Regions from separate parts of the Rattus norvegicus genome. Here region 1 is linked to region 2. The links are chromatin contacts, called in public Hi-C maps. All regions are on one chromosome and are shown on one strand. Each heading gives the region's core, a stretch centred on a gene start, on an enhancer-like site or on the middle of the called end of the contact. The rest is flanking DNA. Distances are from core to core; before and after follow the strand shown.

Region 1 (3,551 bases), core at 63-2,562, 150 kb before region 2:
CGCAGCTCACCTTTGGGAGTAGGGACATTAGATTATGAAGGGAGAGCACTGGGTGAGAGCAAACAGCCTGAGGACAGGGCTACTTGTGGGGACCTTGGAAGGCAACAGAAAGCCAACTGAACTCCCAGATGACTGTGCCCAAGGTTAAGTGGCACAGGTCTGTGGCATAGAACCCAAGCCTCCTGACTTCCAGGCTGCCACACCACCCTGGGTACCAGAAGTTGTCTTCAGCTGTCTTGAGAAGGCAAAGGAGCGGACTACGGGAGGCCAAGCAAGAAAGGGACAGTGCCCAGCCGGGGCCCCTGACCTCAAGGCTTCTTCCACTCTGTCTCTGTCCCAGGGGGCTTGGACAACTTCTTTACGCTGTCTGTCAGACTGTGACTTGGACGTGTCTTATTTGTCATGCAAAGAAGAATTCGTGCCCGGTCAGAGCTTACTAGTATGTGTGTAGGGAATCCAGGAGAAGTGTGTTAAGACCCAGCTTAGCTTTGTCTTCTCATGTGACAACAGGGGGGACCAGGAAGTATTCCCATAATTTGATACACTGGGAAGTCCCTGGACCACAATGTGACCCGGGGCAAAGACAGAGTGGCAGAATCCCCAGTGATAAAATTACAGTGTGGACAGCTGTTAGGTTCAGCCAGGGCCCAGTGCTAGGCCAGGAGAACAACCCCTCGCTAGGCCTCCACCCTGAGCCACACCAGGGAGAACAAGCCGGCTGAACAGACCCAACTTCAGCCTGGCAGGTGCCCAACCCTGCACCAAGTGGCTCAAATGCAGTGAATTCTCAAATGGTTTCTTTCTCCCTCGCTCCGATAACAAGCGAATGAGTAATAAGACTAAAAAAAGACAAAACTTACACTTTTGGCCAGTTAGGCCAAGTACGTTTTGACAGGTTGCTAGCCTGAAAGGATTAATCCCTCTCAGCCTGTGGAAGGAGTAACACAAACCACCCAAAAGAGGTGTCAGGTCCCCAAACCAGGGCCTCCTATCTCCCTTCCCCCGTGGCTCCGCCCCGTGCCACACCCGGGCAGGACCACTACCCACAGCCAAGGGAAAGGGGACGCGGGTCAGAAATGGGAGCCCACCCAGCACCCCATGTCCTACCGGGCGGCGACACGGGCCCTGGAGGATCCTACCTCGCGGCCCGGGCGCCGTCCCCGCCGCGCAGGGGTTCCTGGCTGGCCATGGCTGCACGACCCCGGGCTCGCCCGGAACGTTATTAATAGCCAACGCCGTCTGCGATTGTGCCGGTGCCGGCGCCCGCCGCACTGCCAGCTGCAGCGGACACCAGATCCCCGCGGCCCGGGCGGGACGCGCCCACTTGGCCGGACGATCGCCCGCGGGAGGAGGACGCGGGCCCCCGCGGCCCTGGAGGCGGGGAGAGGGTGGGAGGGGTGGGGGTGGGGTGGGATGAGGGGGCGGCCCAGCGGCACTTCGCGAACGTTCCCTCCATCTCTCCACTTTTCCTTCTGGCCCTGGTTGCATGGTGAGGAGAAGAGGGGGTTTTCAGTCCCAGGGGGAGCAGCTCCCAAGTTCAATCGAGGCGGGAGGAAGGTTCACTGGTGGGGTACCCAGAGGGACCCAGCACCCCGCGTGTTGGCGCCTTGAGATCCCCACCCGCGCAAGGGCTTGGAGCCAGGCCATCTTCTCGGTGGCCCGCAGCTGTCGTGACGGGGTGGGGCAAGGCGTCTGCTGGAGAAGGGGGGGGTGTTAACTGCCACACCCCATGCGTCTGGGGATAGCTGGGGGCCACGTCTGAGGAAGAACTGCAGAAAGGCAGTAAAGTTGAGTCTGTTTAATTCAGGTCTTTCCCCCTCGCCCTGGGAGGTTTCTTAGGGTCTTCTGAGGGTCCACTTGTCGCTCCTGCTCAGCCACTTCTGTTGTGTTTCAAGGCATGCACCCACCCCTAAGTCTTTGGCCCTCCGGTGTGGTGTCAGGGTTAGACTTCCCGGCTTAGACTGAAGGCACTCTCCCCCTCCCCCAAGGAGAGCTGCTGGGCCCCTTCCCAGACCTGGGCCCCAGGCATTCTTGCTCTGATTATTTTTTTCCACTTCGTCCCTGTGTCAGGGAGGAGGGCTTTGATTCAATTGCAGAAGAATGCTGTGCACCCAGCGGCCAGAGCCAGAAAGCTGGACACCATTTAATCAGATCTTTAGAGCAGCCTAGGAGATGGTGGATGAGGACTGATGAGTGCTGTTGACTGGGTAGCTTGTGCGTGGTGATCCATGTGCCCACATCTGGGAACATCTGGTGAAGATTCCGTGCGTGCGTGCCGCGGAAGATGGGTCTAGGGTCCGTATCCCCAGTGTGATATCATTCCTGTCCTGGGTGGACGTGTGAGAATGCAACTCTATGATGTGAGAGCAGGGTGACTGTGTCAGGTGTGAATGTCCTAAGGCGAAGTGGGTGCTGGCTGGAGCGACTACGGAGCAGGTGCATCACCATGAGTGAGTGCCATTGTGAGCCTGGGGGTGGAGGGGGGCGCCGTGTGCCAGCGTGGCAGCTGAGAGGTAGGGGTAGGGGTGTTGAAGGCGGCTGTATACTCTCTGGAGTGCCTCCTGTGGCTGTGTATTTGCATCTTTTTGTAGACTGCAAAGGGAGGAAGGGAAAAGCCCAGAGCAACCCAATATACCCATGTAAGGTCTATGGAAGAAGAGATTCGGAGGCAGTTGGTCATTTTCTGACTTATCCCTGAAATATTCCAGGGGAGGAGGTTGGCAGAGCCTCCGGCTGCTTGCTGGACAGCTGTTGCCAGTCAGAGAGAAGGAAGGGAGCAAGGGCAGGGCCTGCCAGCCTGCTGTTTACCCCAAGGTGCTAGGCAACAGGCAGCAAGGATGGCAATCACAGGACAGGGACTGCCTCCCCCTTCACCTAAACATACAAAGCCCTGTATACATCCATCCCTTAAGAACATTAATAATAACCTGTAAATACCCAGAGCAGAATCTTTTTTTTTTTTCCCAGAGCTGGGGACCAAACCCAGGGCCTTGAGCTTGCTGGGCAAGCGCTCTACCACTGAGCTAAATCCCCAACCCCCATCCCCAGAGTGGAATCTTAATGTCACCTGCCATGGCTTCTTGCCCTCTCCCTCCCGTCTCTTCTCTCCCTTCCAGTCTCCTCCTCTCCCTTCAAACTTCTCTCCCGCCCATCCTTCCTTCTCATCCAATGACAGGCCTCCTTCTATCCCATACCTGCCCCTCACCTGTATTTTACAAATTCAATGGAGAGAAGGTTCTGGTGAAGTTACCTGAGTTCTGACAGGGACTAGGCAGCTGTCCTTGGGGCAGCGGAATTAGCATCAAAATACAGATAACTCAGGGCAAACCACAACACAGAGTGAGTTCCAGGACAGCCAGGGCTGCACAAAGAAACCCTGTCTAGAAAGAAAGAAGGAAAAAGAAAAGAAAGAAAGAAAAGAAATCTCAAAAAACTCCTAACAACTCAATAGTGTTCATTTGTTTTGTTTTTGCCCTGGTTTGTTTCCTGTTTTTGTTTTTCAAGACAGTGTCTGTGTAGCCTGGACTGTCCTGGAACTGGTTCTGTAGATC
Region 2 (3,241 bases), core at 346-2,845:
GGGCAAAGGATCCAAGGCTTCAGCTGGGCCACATAATTCTCAGCTCCTCAGTTGAGAGGCCCCAGGCTCTTGTGACTCCTGCTGGCTAATCGACTGGCCAAACCAAGGGCCCTAAAATAAAATGGAGGGAGCTGGGCTTGAACCAGGGGAAGAGCTAGCAGATAGGTGGTTAGGCATGGAACTGCAGGAACTGATTAGTCTGATAAAAAGAACAGTCGCGGGGCTGGGGATTTAGCTCAGTGGTAGAGCGCTTACCTAGGAAGCACAAGGCCCTGGGTTCGGTCCCCAGCTCCGGAAAAAAAAAAAAAAAAAGAACAGTCGCAAGGACTCCTGGTCCATTGCTCTTTCTATAGCCTCATGCTGTCAAGTGAGTGACCTTGAGGGAAGGAGACGGACCCCGAGGTGAAGAGCCAGGAGGAGCTGAGCCCTGTCCTGGGAATGAGGGGCAGCCTCACATAGTGAGCTGGGCAGAGGGCACCTAAAGGAAAGGGTCTATTTGAGCCTCTCCATGCTCCGTGTGTCCTCCCTTGCTAGGGATGGAGGAAGTTAGAGAAGAGGGGGCACTCAGAACAGGGTCCCTTGGTGGAGAGACACGGAGATAGCGCGAGACCTTCTAGACGAAGGAAGAAGATGAATGGGGAAACGTCAGAGATAAGTGGGAGAGCAGCGGGGGGACCAGGCAAAAAGGACCTTTCAGGAGAGGGGCGTAGAGTCACACGGGGTTCTGTCTCTCAAGAGAGTAGGTGCTGTGATTAGAAGCCCTGGCCCTGAGCAGTAACGCCATACACCACACGCCTCAGATGAATGGACTCAAGGCCCCAGGATTATGCCAGACATGCAGATGGATAGGGACAGAAGGACACAGACAGGTGGCTGAGGTCACAGAACCAGAGATCAGACAAGTAGAGCAGTAGAGACTGACAAGGAGACAGAAGCAGGGTGAGAAAGAGATAGTGAAGCAGCAGCAACCGCCAGGAGAGACAAGATTGGGGTGATCTGGGGAGGCAGGGCCCCGTGGGGTGGGCCAGACACTGACTGCAGTAGGCTTAGCGCGCCCCCACCCACACCCTTCAACCTCAGGTTCCAGTTCTCTTCATAGTGGCTCCTGCACAGTGAGGTGCAGCTGCGTGCGCGGGTCCCTGAGAGATCTTTGGGGACACAGAGGGAGGCCCAAGGTGGGGAACTAGTGTCCTCAGCTGCTCTCAGGGCCAGAAAAGGTGGCTGAGGCAAAGACTCAGGGTTGGGGGATGGCCTGAAGGGAGCAGGAGACGCAAATGCTTTAAAAACTCAGGGCTGAGGTGACTAGAAGAGGTTTAGGAGCTGAAGGACGGGTCTAGGGGTCAAGAAGGTTCGGAGGCGCTAGGGTCAGGTTAGGAGAGTCGGGACCAGGTGACACAGAAGGTCTTCAGGGAGCAGGAAGGGAATCGAGGACTCCCCGGTGGCAGCGTGGGAGGGGAACTGCCCCCCTCCCCTGTCCCCCGCCCCGGGCCCCCTTACCCGCCTGCACCAGCGCGAAGCACACGCAGCCCAGCCACAGCCGGAGAGCGGCGCGGGGCGGCCAGGCGCACGGCCCTGGGGGCATGGCGGCTCCTACGCCGGGTGACCGCTCGCACTCTCGCTCCAGCCCGCGGCCCTCCCGGCCGGGCCGCCCCGCGCCGCCCCGCGCCGCCTGCATATCGGTTCCGCGGACGGTGACTCCCGCGCGGCGGCGGCGGCGGCGGCAGTGGTGGCGGCGGCGGCAGCAGCGGCCGCGTCCACGTCGGGCGCCTGGGGGGCGGGGCGCCCCCGCTGCGGGGAGAGGGCGGGGGCGGGGTGAGGACCGAGGGCGCCCCCACTCCTGTCCCCGCTTCCCTGTCTGTCCGCTACCAGGAAGCCAGGGGCTTCGGGGAGCCCGAGGCTCACACTCTCTGACCGGTACAGGAGCCGCAGCAGCGCGCCTTGGTCGGTCCCAGCCTCAACCCTGACCTGGCCCGGTCTGGCCCTTCTCCAGGGGAGAGGGAGGACAAGTGCCTGGGAGATGTCCATCTGTGCCCCATCTCTCACTCCAGCCCACACCCCAGACACAGACACAGACACAGACACAGACACAGACACAGACACACACACACACACACACACACACACACACACACACACGAGCTGTAGAGTGTAAGGGGGAGGGGGTACAGACCAGATACTCTGGGGAGTATGTGTGCATTGGGGCTGAAAAGGCTCTCCTCTGACTCTCCGGAGGTCTAGCTGAGACCTCAGACCAGTCTTTGCTTTTTCTTGTGCCTATTTTTAATCCCCTCGAGAGCACTGCGAACATCTGCCAGGCGCAGACACTCCACAGGCCTGGGTTTGGGACTTCGTTCTCACTGCAGCCCCTTAAGGTCCACTCGGCTGTGGGCATTTCGTGGAGGTGAAACTGCAGTTTTGAATAGTTTTGACCCAGCACAGACAGGGTTTGAATTCAAGGTGCCCGATTTCCAAAGCTGGGCTTGACTCAACAAGACTCCTCACCCAGAGTGACTTTAACACCTCAGCACCTAGGCTCTCTCTCTATAGAACTGGCACCTTCTAGATTATTAAAAGAACAATCTGGAACCATGTTTCTCTGAGATCAGAGGGGCGGAGGCTGTGGTTTCTGGAGGCTTCCGGGACCACTATGCCCATTCCGGCCTGGCTCAGGAGTGATGTAGCAGATAGCGCCAGCTAATTAGTGCACGTTGATAACCCTTTCTTCGTCACCTTGGGAGCAGCCAGATGCCAGCCTGTCCTCACACACACTTCTGTCTACTCCTTTGATGGTCTTAGAGGCAGAGAGGAGACTTCGACCCACACGCACTATCCTTCCCCTAAGAAGAATCACTACAGGGCAGCAGAAGTTTCCTCAATCCCAGCCTCTTCCTTTCTTTGGCTGGAGTCCCAGTCAGAGAGCCAAGGTTGAGGAGCGAGGCTTGACCAGAGAGAGCCCTTTGGCTTTGCGACACAGAGAGGGCCATGCTTGGTCATACTAAACACCCCCCCTTCTGAAAGTTCACCCTTGGGTGGGGTACTCATTTCAAAGGTTTTCTAGAGAACCTGACCAGCGGCTCCCTTCCCGGAGAAGGCACTCACAGAAGCCTCCGAGATCTTCTATCCTTCCCCAAGCTTTAGAATAAGAAACTGAGGCACAGAGATAGAGAAACCAGGGCTTGGTGCGACCCCTCCCCCACCCCCCTGCCGTGAGGGAAAAACAAACACAGAACTCTCCTGTACT

What was found. A called contact is a pair of places that touch in the nucleus more often than the background predicts.
Region 1: a Hi-C map of frontal cortex shows a contact between it and region 2, with 2.4 times the contacts expected there. The contact joins the promoter of Sync here to the promoter of Fndc5 in region 2. A contact is called at or near these places in 6 of 12 Hi-C or Micro-C datasets (the A7r5 cell line, frontal cortex, kidney and 3 more).

Annotation. Positions count from the first base shown.
Region 1 is chr5:146,914,484-146,918,034 of GRCr8, reverse strand. Sync (syncoilin, intermediate filament protein) reads right to left here and starts at 1,312. Exons shown (of 5, transcript NM_001108683.1): 1 at 1,140-1,312. The coding sequence starts at 1,189.
Region 2 is chr5:146,766,413-146,769,653 of GRCr8, reverse strand. Fndc5 (fibronectin type III domain containing 5) reads right to left here and starts at 1,595. Exons shown (of 6, transcript NM_001270981.2): 1 at 1,498-1,595. The coding sequence starts at 1,582.